Linked DNA regions of Mus musculus: region 1 is linked to region 2. The links are chromatin contacts, called in public HiChIP or PLAC-seq maps. All regions are on one chromosome and are shown on one strand. The core of a region is the stretch at or near the end of the contact, and the rest is flanking DNA. Distances in the headings are between cores, read along the strand shown.

The links. HiChIP or PLAC-seq counts read pairs in DNA pulled down with a chosen protein or histone mark.
Region 1: an H3K27ac HiChIP or PLAC-seq map of regulatory T cells shows a contact between it and region 2, with 5 times the contacts expected there. The contact joins two enhancer-like sites. A contact is called at or near these places in 1 of 39 promoter capture datasets (pre-B cells), 9 of 484 Hi-C or Micro-C datasets (CD4 T cells, CD8 T cells, bone marrow-derived macrophages and 5 more) and 3 of 115 datasets of contacts at active chromatin or transcription factors (large pre-B cells, memory CD8 T cells and regulatory T cells).

Annotation. Positions count from the first base shown.
Region 1 is chrX:159,195,810-159,203,454 of GRCm38.p6, forward strand. No RefSeq gene overlaps it. Among named protein-coding and RNA genes, the nearest start is that of Rps6ka3, 56 kb to the right of the region's middle. Within about 2 kb of position 3,817, at least 51 of the 459 cell types and tissues checked have an H3K27ac peak or open chromatin away from gene starts, as enhancers often do. A contact at or near this core is called in bone marrow-derived macrophages, group 2 innate lymphoid cells and regulatory T cells, where this site is marked.
Region 2 is chrX:159,059,800-159,066,700 of GRCm38.p6, forward strand. No RefSeq gene overlaps it. Among named protein-coding and RNA genes, the nearest start is that of Rps6ka3, 190 kb to the right of the region's middle. Within about 2 kb of position 1,727, at least 23 of the 459 cell types and tissues checked have an H3K27ac peak or open chromatin away from gene starts, as enhancers often do. A contact at or near this core is called in bone marrow-derived macrophages, group 2 innate lymphoid cells and regulatory T cells, where this site is marked.

The DNA of each region.
Region 1 (7,645 bases), core at 2,567-5,066, 140 kb after region 2:
TATATACATGGAGAGAGAGAGAGAGAGAGAGAGAGAGATTGGAATATTTAAGATGGTAAAATCTGAATAAATACAAATGGGAACCAAAAGTCATCTGCTCCACCAAATAAATGTATAGTTTGATCAAGTTGGACAACATAGAACATGAAGAAAATATAAGTTAGTTGGATTTCTAATTTCCTAAGGGCTCTGTGACTAAGAAAGACATCTCGATCTTATTATCCCAACCCACACCAAAAATACTCTAATTTTAATAAGCCTTCTTTTTCTTATAATAATAGTATAAGACTTGAACCTGCTATTCACTACTATAATCTCTGAGCTGAATTTTTATTTTGTACCAAGGGAGCTGTTTTAGACAAACCCTGTGAACTTAAATAGGGAAAGTGATTCCTTGGCATGTAAGGTCCATTTGGTGCTTATGTCAAGATGGAGAAATCAAATGGCGCTAAATGTTCTGTCAGGTCAATACTTGATGACTTCATAGCTTTCACTAGCACTCTTAATGGTTCAACACTTAGCACTCAAGTCTGGGAGCTTTTTGTCAGCTCTTTGTGAAGGGGAAAGCCGTAGAGATGCTATTGAAAGGTTGTGTTTTTTTTTTTTTTTTCCAAAAGATTAGTTAATGCACTAGGGCATGGATTTTATTACATGATCACATAACACTGAGTAGCAGAACATATAGTGAGTGATCTAAAAATAATTACTGCTCAGATATCAATTAGCCAAAAGTTGGCCATGAACCGGGCTTTGGAAATGTGAAGCTGGGGACTAAGAGTGCACTTTCCTGGGACCCTGAGCTTTGATACAGCTGCAGGTCAGATGTGAATAAAATCAAACTACTGCTACTTCAGATCTCACTCACATTCCCTTCTTATTTTCCATAGCCACCCCTTATACTGTACTAACAGGGCTGCAAAGGGTCAATAAATGACTGTCACCATCCTTCTGTAAAGTTGGAAGCCATCTTAGCCCACTAAATACCAAAACAGAATCAACCTAATGTCTATTTGTGTTAGACACTACTGTCTTTCTAGAATACTGCATGACTTAGAAAAGTCACGGGAATGAAGAGAGATGAAAGGAATGAATGGGAAGCTGGAAATGTTACCTTGATACAGTATAACAGAAAGTCATTTTGCTCTGTGGTCCTCCTTTCCAAAGCGTAGCTCCAGTCCAATTATATGAAGAATGCCAGACAAATTTCAATAGAAGGGTGCCCTACAAAATACCACATAGGCACACTTTCTATGACCTAGTTATCAAAACCAAGAAAAATATAAGGAACTGTCACAGTTAAACCTAAAGAGGCCTGACAACCAAATGTAGCATGGTGTCCTGGAAGGGGATTCTGAAACAGGAAACTAGCACTGGAAAAAACAAGGAAATGTGAATAAATGATGGGTTTGGTGAATAATAATGTTTCAAAATTGGCTCATTAACTATAATAAATATGCCACTCTAACACAAGAAGGAATTGACAGAGGAACTGAATGCTGAGAAGAGGGGAAGGGGTGACACATAGAAGGACTATCTTACTTTTGGATTCATTTTCCCTAAAATAGAAAACTTTTCTAAAGCAGTCTATTTTAAAATGCATGAAAGGAAGTAAAGGAAGGGAAGGGTAAAGAAAGGGGGAGGGAGAAATAGAGGGAGTGGAGAAGGGCAGTAACTGAGGGGAGAAAGGAAAGACAGCATTAACTGTGCTGTAGGTAAGGGCCAAGTCAACTGTGCAGAAACATAAACAGGAAATTCTGCTATTTTATTGTATTTATTATTATTGTGCGTGTGTGTATACAGTGTGGAGTGGAGAGGGCACATGTGGAAGCAAAAGACAGCTTTCAAGAGTGTGTTTTCTCCTTCCATGGTGGGTTCTGGGGGGAGGGGTCAAACTCAGGTCTCCGGGTTACTCAATAAGTGGTTTTACCCACTGGACTATCTCACTGGCCCCATAAGTAAGAGAGTCTTGCAACACACAGTGTACATACGGATAACAGGCAATTGCCTGGTGGTACCCCCCAGCAAGAAGAATTTAAAGGGTCAAATCTGTGCTTTAGTCCTGAATGAAAAGATGTTATGTGGGCAGTGGGGAAGAGAGAAAAAATAAAAAGATGTTATGTGCCAGACTTTTTTAAAATTTACAGTAGACTTGGCCCTTATCTACAGCACAGCCTTGATTTATTAGTTATGGGATTTAAAATGGACCTACTACTCTAAGACACATTTGTCTTAAGAGACAACCTATTGTTTTCAGACTGCCAATATCACTAAGAAATGCAGAAGAAATTTTGTCTGTCTTTATCCCTGTACCCTTTATAGAGTTTGCATGAGTTATTGACTAATTTGAGAGAAAATGGAAGTATAAGGTAACTTGACATCTTGTTCATTCAGACTAGACTCTTCTATGGTGCCTCACTCATTAAGAACTAGCTTGAGCCAGTCATTGACTTATCTGAGAAATTCTGCTGCTTCCTTCTATTCTGAACGTCTATTCTGCCTAGTTAAGGAATGAGTATTGAGAGCCTTCTCAAGGATGGTGTAATTGGGAGATACAGGTTTGAGATCACACCATCAATAGTTGAGTTCCTCTCGGACTTTTCGATTTCAGATTTAGTGTTGAAGATAAGCAGTAATCAAAAGACCAAGACCCTGATGGTTTCACAAATTCTTCAACACACAATTCTGTTTCCCCCTCTCTACCCACCTTTACCACTGGCCTGGTCTCTGGTCTGTTGGAAGGTAAATACCAGGTCAAATAGAAGCCTCAGTGGTTGACATAGGTATAATTTAGAATCAGAGACCTTCAGTTGTATTTCAGTCCTCTCCACAACTAATTAAAACGCTCTTTAGTGTTCATACTGAAGACACTTCAAAGTGGAGACAGCACAGAGGATGCTGATTCGTTTTGTATAATATATCAATATCATATATTCAGATATATCCACATATCATATCAATAGTAACAAGCAACTTATAACTATTATGGCAAGAAAGGCAGTGGAAGCTTAGCAAATGGTTCTTCCTAGTGTTTCCCAGGGTAGAATATCCATCAGCTAGATTTTTAATTTCAAATTCCCACAAGTTGACATCAACCTTAAGTGGGGGAAAAGGGAGATTGGTATTATTTGGCTGATACAATACAGCTAGAAAGATCTCGTCAAATAAGAATCAGGATCTAATAGCAAGTGATTTTATGTTCTTCCTTCTTGGCCCCAGTCCTTTCTAAAGTTTCACTGTCCCTAGATACAACTGCTAATACATCTAACAACTAAATATGTCTCCATCCTGTGTTTCTTTCTTGAATTTCAAGTCAGTTTGTACGATGTCCAACATATTCTTCAAGGCCAACATAGACAGAATGGGTTCATTACGCATCCTCCAATCCAGCGTCTCCTTAAGGACTTCCAGTTGCAATAAATAGCACCACAGTTCAGTCAACTAGCAAATCCGAAGTGTGGAATTCGTATGCTGTCTTCCTACCTGCTGCCACAGTCAATGAGTAAACTTTCTTAGGTCTCAAGTCTTCGACCTAAATAAGCCTCCAAATCCTCTACTGCTTCCTCTCCTCACTCTTAGTCCTTTATCTATGATCCTACCTTTTATCAACACTGGTCTTTCCATAAGTCTAATCCCTTCCTTCATTCACAGCCTCTAATTCTTCTCTACTTGGAAACAACACCCAGTTACAGTGCTACCACCCCCAGTTATCTTTTTAGCCTTATTACTCTGACTTTATCTCTGGTACACTGTATACAGCAGATTGAAAGTACATTGGTTTTGCAAACATCCATGCAGCTCTTGCCTGACTGCCCTGTACCCACTTTAAGACTCAGTTCAACAACCACAGTCACTTCCTCTATGAATGTGTAATGGCATATGTTCCCCCCACCCCACCCACACACATAGTTGTTTACTTTCTCTCTTGGCTGTGTACTTGAAAGTGATTCTTATTGCCATGGATTTAAATTCTTTGGTCAAATGTCTGCTCCCCACCAATATCTGGAAGCTCCCTGAGAACAAAAACTGGGCTCTACTCATCATTACATCTACAGTGGCTAGCCCAGTATTCATAAATACACATCTAAAGTATGCTGGAATTTGTTACCAATGAATCATAGACCCACTGAAGGAAGCAGAGTAAAATGAGTCCACTTCAAACCCTGACACCAAGATTTGGGGGTGATATGACTTGCTCAATTTACAGACTGATTTGACAACAACAGTAGTAAATAGACTCAAATATCCTTCTTTATATCAGTTCTATTTCTACTATCCATCACTGTGTCTCAGATTCAAAGCATAAACGTTACTGAGCCTGTCAGTGTCTCTGTTTCTACTCATAGTCAACGGAAATTACTAATGCCTTCCTTTCCTATAGCATAGCAATTTTATTTAACTATGTTGAATGCTGTCTCTAAAAAACGCTTTGAGTTCAGAGTCACACCACAGTCAAGAGTCAGCGGCCCACCACTTTGATTTCAACTTCTCAGTTTACTCTCTCGCTTCCTCTATTGACTTTTCTTCCTCTTCAGCCTGCAAGCCAGCAGAAGCTAGAGGAGAAAGAGATTTGTGATTTCCTCTTCCACTCTAGCTCTACTTAACTAAGGAGAAAAGTATTGTGAAAAAATAAAACAGAAGGTCCTGCATTGCAAAATTTAAAATACTGTCATTAATGACTAAAACTTCACAACAAGTTCTAATTTCTTTAAAAAGAGGGCTTGAGGGTCAATGTGAACAATAACAATATTATAAAAAACAAAGAAAGGCTGTTGAAGTGTTGCAGATTTAAGGAGACGGAAAAAACGTGATAATTAAGAGTAATAAAGGATCCAACAGTCAAATCCTATGTTGCAGGGAAATGCTGTCATAAAGGACATTGTCAGATCAACTGACAAAAGTGGTATAAGGACCAAATAAATGTGTGATATCAATATTAAGGTGATAAGAGATTATAATAATTCTGCTGTGGTTAGGTTTTAGAAAACTCATACAAAAATATTTAAGAGTAAAGACATGTTGAAAGCAACTTACTCTTGTGATTTAGTAAAATACTGGGGGAGAAACGGTAGAGAAATGGGTAGATAAATTAATGGATAGATGAATGGATGGATGGATTGATAAAGTACATAGAAATAAAGTGAAATAAAACATTTCAGTAGGAAAAAGCCCAGGAAACTATGCAGATGCCCTTTCTACTATTTTTTCTGCTTTTTGAAACAGAAGCAATTTCATCCCAGGTTGGCCTGGAACTCACTAGGATTGACCTCATTCACAATTCTCCTACTTCAGCTGGAACTCACTAGGATTGACCTCACTCACAATTCTCCTACTTCAGCTTCACAATTGTTGGAATTGTTCATACTATTTTTTTTAACTCTTGCAGCTCTTCTACAAATTTGAAAGTAAGTCCGAATAGTCTTTAAAATTATGTTCGAGCAAGACATTACATTTGTGGTATTCGAGTTCAATAACCATATGTCTGTCATTTATCTGTCTATCTTCATTAATTATGTTCTTTGCACTAAACTAAAAAGTACAGGAGCTAAAGAGACAAATAAGCCTAATTTTGTCTAAATGGCTTCTTTCTAGTTCAGAAGAGAAGACATAAATACATAAAGTCCTGTCCAACAAGGGAGCAGTAGCCGTAAAGGGGGGAGGCAAAATGGAATTTCAGAGTGTTACAGCGGAGGCCAAACATGAGTGATCCCTTTGATCTAGAAAGGCATAGAAAAAGTAAGGTCATCAAAAGCAAAGTGGACAGTGAAAACTGAGTGGCAAGGTGGGAAAACATATCCTGTCCCGAGCAGCATAATTCCAAAGGCTTTGCGGGGAGTGGTGTCAAAGATCAGGGTAAGAATGTTGGTTAGGGTCAATTGGAGACACCTGGAAATGCCCGATTAAGGAGTTTGGACTTTGCAAAGGCCAGAGGTCAGCAATCTCTTAGAAGTGCTGACCCCTTTTTCTTCTGTTTCTAAACAACCCAGATAAAAAGGCTGGTTGCTAATGATTGTGCAAGAAGACTAAGAAGGCTCCAGTATTTGGAATTTGGAAGTCCCTCATTTACAGCTGCATTTGAAAACAGAACTATCGCATTGCTCACAATTTTTTACTCATTTTCTATTTCACTGTGTTGGGGTAGGAGAGAGAGAGGAGGGGGGAGGGAGGGAGAGAGACAGACAGACAGACAGACATGCACCATAGCATGTGGGTCCCAGGGATGGAACTTGGGTTGTTGCCAGGCTTGGTGGCTGGTACCTTTACCTGCTAAGCCATCTCACCAGCTCGATTTAATGCATTTTAATTAGTTATCATAAACCTTGCCTTTAACACATGGCTGTTTTTAGTTATGTCGTCAGCCTGTGGAGGATTATCTTGATTGTAATTAATTGAGGTAAGAAAATGTGTCTACTGTGGGTAGCACCGTTCCTTAACTGGTATCCTGGACAATCTCAAATGAGAACTCAGCAGCATACATCCATTCGTCACTCTCTGCCTCCTGAGTGTGAATACAATGCAGCCATCCATCCTCTTATTCCTGCCACTATGTTCTTCCTACATCTTCCTTGCCATTATAAACCACATGCCACTGGAACTGTAAGCAAAAGTAAACCCTTTCTCTCTTAAGTTGTGTTTGTCAGGATATTTTGTTACAGCAACAGGAACAGAAATTGATACACTATATAAAGCAATCCATCCATTGTTTCCCTGGAGAAAATAGAGACACTGTGCTATTTGTCTTCCAACTCCTGTCCTTTATGGTTTAAGGACTGACCCTGGGAAATTAACTCTCTAGAACCTCTGGTAGGCAGACCAAGCATTCTTCAGGGGTCACAGACTGAAGTAGAGTTTAAGTGTTGTGTACTAAATAGTGAAGACTGAAGGTCTATAAAAGAGACCACCGTAGGATCTGCTGCAGTGAATACCTATCAGTAACTTCAAGCCTCTCTCCTTCACCAGAGATGACACTGGTAAAAATTCTCCCTAGAACACCAAATTGCAGCCTGAGGAAATAACACTGGGGTGTGTCCTAGAAATATAAGAGCTCCCCAGAAGAGCTCAAGGCAGCTTATAGCAGAGCATTTGGAACACCTCCCCTTTTCTATTCAAGCCTCTGTCATCTTGCTCAAGTTCATTCCAGAGAAACTTTTTCTCTGAGATAATCAATAGCCCCCCCCCATTCAAATTTTATTGGATCTCCATGTCTTCAGCTTAGTCATTAGCCAGATTTTAGTGTTTCCACCTTCATAAAATACTCTTCTCCTTCTCTGCGTATTTTCCCTGCCTTGTTGTGTGTACATTGTGCACCTAAGAATCAAGCAGCTTACTTCCTTGTAAGGACACAATTGCTCCTTATCACCACACCTAAACTTTGAAAAGAATCAGAAATGGTAAGTGGAGTAATAATTGCCTAAAGTCACGTATTGACAAGGAGTCTAAGACTACATGGTCAATTATGGTCAATTAATGTTGGCAGACTATGGGTGTTGGCATAGTGTGGACGAGGTTTACATCAGTCAGGTCTGCTGAAGATCTTGCACAAGTTTGTATCTCCCTTAATCATCACATTCATTTTTAAGGGGACAGCTATTATTTCTAAATAAATGACACCAGAATATATATTTCTATTCAAGACTACCCTCAGCAG
Region 2 (6,901 bases), core at 477-2,976:
CACACACACACATCATGTCTGGAATGTTTTAAATGCAAATTGCATGTCTGTAATACTTTAAGCACCATGGAAACTGGCATGTCTGTAATGGTTTAAGCATTTTGGAGATAGCATAAAAGTGTTTCAGAATTTCACTCCCTGTTCAGGAACTGAGCAATCAAGCTGGTTGCTTTGCTGAAGAGGAACCTGCAGAAAATACCTCTCACTGGTCCCTTTCTACCTCTATTACTTTTGCTGTGGCAAGAAATATGTTTTAGGCTTGTTCCCTTGAATGCCACGTGGAACCTTCTGTTGTTCTTTGGGCTCCCTGAATCTTGGACTCAAAGGGCAAATCCTGCCCAGTGTCCTTTCTCAAGATACCAAACGCATGTTGTTTGTTTTCTTTTATCCCTTCCTGTGGTTTATCAAGCATTTCAAAAGATCTTAGAGCCAAAAAGAACCTCCATAAACATCTGGTCCAACTATCTTACACATGATGAAATAGGGGTCAAAAGGTCAAATGTTAGGCATGGAAGTCAAAAGAAAAAAAAGAAAAAAGGAAAGAAAGAAAAAATAGGTCAGCCAGCTCTCAGGTTCTGCTTCTTGTTCACTCGTCATCTGAATCAAGGTTCAGACAGCACAACAACAAACACAGCCTCTGAAGTTGAACAGAGTTCAGTTTGAAATTTAGATCTTCCACCTATGTGTTGTGTGACCCTGAGCTGTTTAACCTCTTGGTTTACTCACCCTGCCCGTTAGGGATAACATTAGCTACCTCAAACAGGGTTGGAATGATTGATGAGATAACATATGGGTCGTTTCAGCTCACAAAGTCTTTAACCTATTCTGCCCCTTAGTAGCTTTCCATTCTGATGTCATCAGCCTTGAACAAGCAACAAGATGGCTGCAGCTGCTTCAGGCATGTACACCAGGCATGCAAGAGACTGTCTCTATTTGTGGCTCTCTTAGGAGTGAAGACATTTCCTAGAAGCCTTTGAACAAGCTGTCTCAAGTCTCATCTGCCAGAGTTGGGTCATCTGTCTATTTAAGGAGACTGGGGATAACCTTCAGCCAACTAGGCTATCCCTGAATATGTAGAGAGAATTGGTTTCTCCAAAACACATGGATGGAAAGAGAGGGGGAGGAGAGAACAGCTATGTTAGAAGAGAAGGCAGAAAGCATGAGAAACAAACAGTTACAATAAATGTTTTCAATTCACTGCTGTTTTTATGAGTCAGGAAGATGATGACTCTGAATTGTCTGGTAATTCTTTAGTAGAAGTTTTAGTAGTAGGGACTGAGAGCTCTCCCCAGCCATATATTACATTCAAGGGGAGTTTCCTGACATTCTTGCTAGAGTATTTCACCACTCCTCTGGGAAATATGTCAACTTTTAGCTATTTATCCTGGGCGACTCACCCAATATGTAGCCCCCGCCCCCCCCCCAGTTGAACTTGAAGTGGATATCTGAGAATAAACTGTCTTGAGTGTGGCTTTCTCATTTATGTAGATCTTGGACATATCTCAAGTGAGCCACAATGTTTAAGGGGGAAAAGGCCAGTTGTGAACAAAACAAGCAATTGGTACCAACTGAATGGGAGTTCTATAGTCTCAAACTTAGGGCATTCATTCAGTCAAGATCCATCCATTTACTTACTCAAAAGTATTTCTAGGCACACAGATGAGGCCTTCCTCAATTCAAAGCAGAACTTGTCATGTATTTAGCAAACATTTGCAGAGCAGTTTCCATGTGGTAGGCATTGTGCAATGTGCTTTACAAATATTAACTCACTTAATATCATTTAGTTCTAGAGAAGTCCCAATGTCCTGCAGTCATATGTGTTTCACCAAAGCCCTGCATGATTTATTCTCTTGGCAAACCACCAAACAAGATCCAGAATTCAGGAACAGATCAAACTTAGCCTAGCAATCCTTTGTCCCATTCTTTTATTAGAAACAACCTATGCCTAAATTACCCAGCCATGCCTATACAACCCAATCTTACTACAGCCTGCAATTCCTTGAGGAGAAGTCTGGATTGTTCAAAACTTATTATAGAACATAAATCCTTTTGTAACCCCTCTTTTTTCTGTTGTGGCAGATTATAATCTTCCTTAAAATGCAGGGAACTTTCTGCATTGGGTTTAGGAAGGCCAAAGGGCATTGGCTGGCTTTGCTTTTTCAGCATCCTTAATCTTCCTGTTGGTATTTTAAAATAACAGGTCAGTCATGTAAATTATAAACTGTACAGTGTAAAAGTCCCTGTGATGTGCTGCCATTTGCAAGAAGATGGGGTTCCTAACAGCCAAGAAATCCTAAGATGTCTCCTTGCATTTCATGTGACAGTAATTAGCATCTAAGTTCTGACATGTTTATTCCCACAGCTGAGAGGATGACATTTCTAACAGGTTCCAGCAGAGAGCCATTACTGTTTGCAATATACAGTTCCTATTTTCAATATGGAAGCATGAAGCTTTCAAAGTGGAAAAGCAGAGACTTTACGATGATTTTCTCCACTAACAACAAGGGATAAGACTTTTATGGGGGATATACAGTCAACAGCCCCATGCTCTTACAAAAAACCAATTCACACTTTCATAGACATGATCAGGCAAAGTACCAATGGCTGCTTTTTTTTTCTTCTACATTTTATTCTCCTCTTTCTTTTTAAACTTAAAGTATACCATACTAATAATAAACCAGTAAAAAATAACTGTTCCTTGAGTTTTGGGATACTCCAGAAAATTCTGTTAAATTGAAAGGAATGTTGCTTATTCGAAAACATATGGTTTGCCAGCAATAAATCGCCTTTTCATTAAACAGACTATTACAAATAAGCACTCCTTTATAAAATGTCAAATGGAGATTAATTTTTCTCCTTTTAAACTGTCTACATAAATGCTTCTGAGATGTTGATATGCATAAAATTTGCTCAAACACAAAGTCCTCCTTTCCAGCCATATGAATTTGATTCAGTAGGTTTGGGGTGAAGCCCAAGTTTCTTCAGCTCTAACAAGTCCCCAGTGGCTGCTGCAATTCAGCTGGAAGCCACCCATGACATAGTTCTGGTCTGTGCTTGTAACCTAGTCAGTAAAAGTAGGAACTTCCCTGTGAGGGATTCCTATCTCAGAGTAAAGAAAGATACAAAAATAAAAATACCAACTCCGGCTCTGGAGATTGCTCCCCTTTGTAAAGTGTTTGTCATATAAGCATGCAAACCTGAGTTCAGATCTAGCCATGGTGGTGTGCATCTGTAATCCCAGTGCTGGGTGGAGGAGGCATTAGAAACAGATGAGTCCCTGGAGCTCTCAGTTAGCCAAGCCTACATGGCAAGTTCCAGGCCAACAAGAGACCCTTTTTTCCAAAAAAAAAAAAAAAAAAAAAAAGTGGATGAGTGATAGAAGACGCTGAACACTGACATCTTGCCCTCTTGCCTACACACACACACACACACACACACACACACACAAACACACACAAGTTACCCACTCAAGTTGTATTATGAATTTACATCTCAGCTCAGTTCAGCAAGCATACTGCCCTGTCTTGTACTGCAACAGCCAGAGACACTGCTTGTACCCTTTAAAGGCATCCCATCCAAGCAGGGTGTGGAGGTGCACACATGTGACTCCAGTACTTCTGAGGCTGAGGTGTGGAGAGGGGGGAGGATTGTCATGAGTTCAGGTCTAGCCTGGACTACAGAATAAGACCCTATCTCCACAAAGAGGAAGATATGGCTATAAATTGCAAGAACAATTATAACAAGGCTGGGCTATGACAAACGTCAAAAATGAAGTACAAAGTATATATTCAGGAACTAGCAAACTGATGATGAATAAGCAGGGGATAATCAAAGAAATCTAGAGCAGGTGCACACCATACTTTCTAGTTCACAAAAGAGCCTCCATATAATCTCATGAATCCCATAGAACGGTCCAATGAAATACTTTAGCTATGACTTTCTGCATTCTGCAGATGAAGAAACAAAGGCTGAGAAGACTCAAAATAACTTGCCAAGGTCACATGAGAAATGATTGTGATTTTAAGTGATGGGGCCAAGATGAAGGGGCTTCCCAGATGAAGAAACAACACATGGAAATGAAAATTATAATCTCAAATGCTGATGCAAATATCCATAGCGAATAACATTTCTTGACCACTTAATTATGCAAGGGACTGTGCTGAGAACTTAGTATATATCACACTATACAGTTCTAAAAACAATATCATAAAATAAGTGTTATCAGCAGCAGCTCCTTTTACAGAGAAAAAAACAGAGGCATTGAAAGGTAACAGGTCGCAGGTTGCACTGCTAATGAGAGACTGCACTAGAACTTGAGTCTGGGTCTCTTAGAACAAGGCATAGACTATGTGGCAGGAGCTTTGGTGCTAGAAATAAGAAGCCTGTGACATTGCTAAAGGGTCTTGATTAGCATATACCAAGAAAAGTTAGACTTAGCTATGGCAAGCAAAAAGGATTTTATGTCTCTGTTTTGTTTTAGGTATGAGAAAGAAAAAAATCAGAGATCTGTTTTTAGAGTGTGTCTGGCAACAGTGTCTACAATGGCTCAGAGAGGGACAAAGTGAGTGAAATAAATAGGTTATGACTGGCAGGAGTCACTTGAGAGCTAAAGCCAGAAGACCATGATAGCCCTGTAAGTGTTGAGTCACAGAAAGGTAAAGAATTGTCACTCTGCTCAAAAGGACCCATGCTGGAAAGGCAGCATAAACCCCTGATGAGTTGGGAGAGCTCAAACAAACATTAAAAACTCAGGAATCTTTACATTTGTGGGTGCTACAAATATACAGCTTTTATATGACCTCATTTTGTCTTTGGATTGGGTTGGCAAGGCAGTTATTATTGTCTCCCATTTTGCAGATGGGGCAATAAAGGCTTAGAAAATAAACACTGATTTACCAAAGGAGAAAAGCAAAGGATACAGTTCTGATCACACACTTGGCTAAAAGATAAATGGCTATATTTTGTAATTTACCTTGGAGAACTCTGATGGTGTTTCACTGGGATAGATTTCTCTCTATCTCTTATCTCTATGGGAAAGAGAAATCTCTTTCCCAGTCCTGGCATCTCATTGTTGGGTTTTTTTAGGGGGGGGCATTTGTGAAGGCTCTTTTAATGATATAACATATAGGGACGAGACAAAACCCCTTCACAGGGCACCCACTGCCATCTCTGCAGCAGGAGCTGAAAACATGCAGTGCAAGTCAGGAAAACCCCACGGCCCCGTGGGTGGGGACAGCCCATCTTTTCCCTGGGATATGAATGCACTCCCCTTTGTCAGCTAGCCCCCCGGGCTTGGAATCTAGGTCCACACGTGCCTAGCTGCAGTTTCTAAGACACGTGGCAACTCAAAGGACAAACAGGAGTACGGCTTCCCTACCTGCACAGGCAGTAGAATGACCTTCACTCCATGGTCAACGGAGAAGACTGTCCTGGCCTCAGGGAGATAGGGAAAAGCCTGGACCTCAGTTCTTCCCTCTCCTGCTGCCCTGGAAGGGCGAGAAAGAGGAAGGTATCTGCGTTCCCAGGGGAGAAGTCAGCTTCTTCGGCAGCGCTTCCTCTGACAGGGCCTGGTCTCCAGACTCTCAGTACCAGGTGTAGCTATGCCAGGAGGGGGCACAGGGGATTCTAATCACACCCTTGGCTAAAAGATACATGGATACATTTTGTAATTTGCCTTGGAGAACTCTGATGGTGGTTAGCTGTTGCAGCCGGTAATAGGACAATGCCTGCTGCTTATAAAGAACTATCTGAAACAAATAAAATTAGATTAGATTTGGTTGTCACCTGAAGATAAAGTCTGCTAATAAATGTGTGCATTGCAAAGCTATACAGAGGATCCTGTGGTACACAACTTAAGCCAAAAAGAAAATACTGGTTCATGCAAACTTGCACCATATATAATAGCCACAGGACATAGAGTGTGGACTCTTTCCTGAGGAAATTATTCTCAATATGGTCATCATTATGAGTGCTTATTGGATTGAGGAATTAACCCATAGATTTTTTCATGTTTTCAGCACTTCCAGAATCCTCTGTGTGAACGCTGTCACTAGAGTATGAAATAAAAGATACATATATATATATATATATATATATATATCCCTCTCCCTCTTTTTGTCTCCCCTCCCTCTCCCTCCCTCCTTCTTCTCTCTCTCACACACACCAGATATCCTTTGCTATCTGAACTTGTTGTGCAAACTATATCTGAACTCAGAAACCAGACAGATAGATTTCTGGACTCCCAAGACCACTTATATAGACTTCTCTTACATGAGATGCAATTCCTTAATTCCCTTGGGAGAAAATATAAGGTAAACCTTCATATAAATTGGTCATATTGTCAAACACATAATGGACCATGACTGGCCAATCACCCGATTCTACTCCTTTTTTTTTTCTTTCAGTCACCTCTTTATTACAAAAAAAATGCAAATTACAATTCTCAGCCTATGGTTCGGTGCTACCACAGAGAAAGAATGACAGCAGATTAGAAGGTGGAAGAAAAGGGTAAGACATTTGGTTCTAGTGGGATATCTGACTTAGCAGATGGCCTTCTGCTTTTCAAGCAGCTGCAGTGATGGGCAAATGCTGGTAGCTGCCAGAAACTGAATGCTTCAGTGATATTAGCAGATCTGACAATATGGACAGCTTACAGGGCCCCAGTTGAAGGAGTAACAGAATGCCCAAATCAGTAGCTATGAATGACTTCAGTGGAGAGGATACTTCTAGGCTCTAGTAGCATCATTTCTTCTTTTTGTCCCTCGGGTCCTGTGGTCCCTGGAGAGGGGTACTTCCTATAGTAACTACTCTGCATTTCCTCACTAGTCCCTTTTTGGTTCCTTGTATCTTGCCAACACTTTATAAACAATGTCTGGTATTCCAATCCAGTTCCCTCTGGAAT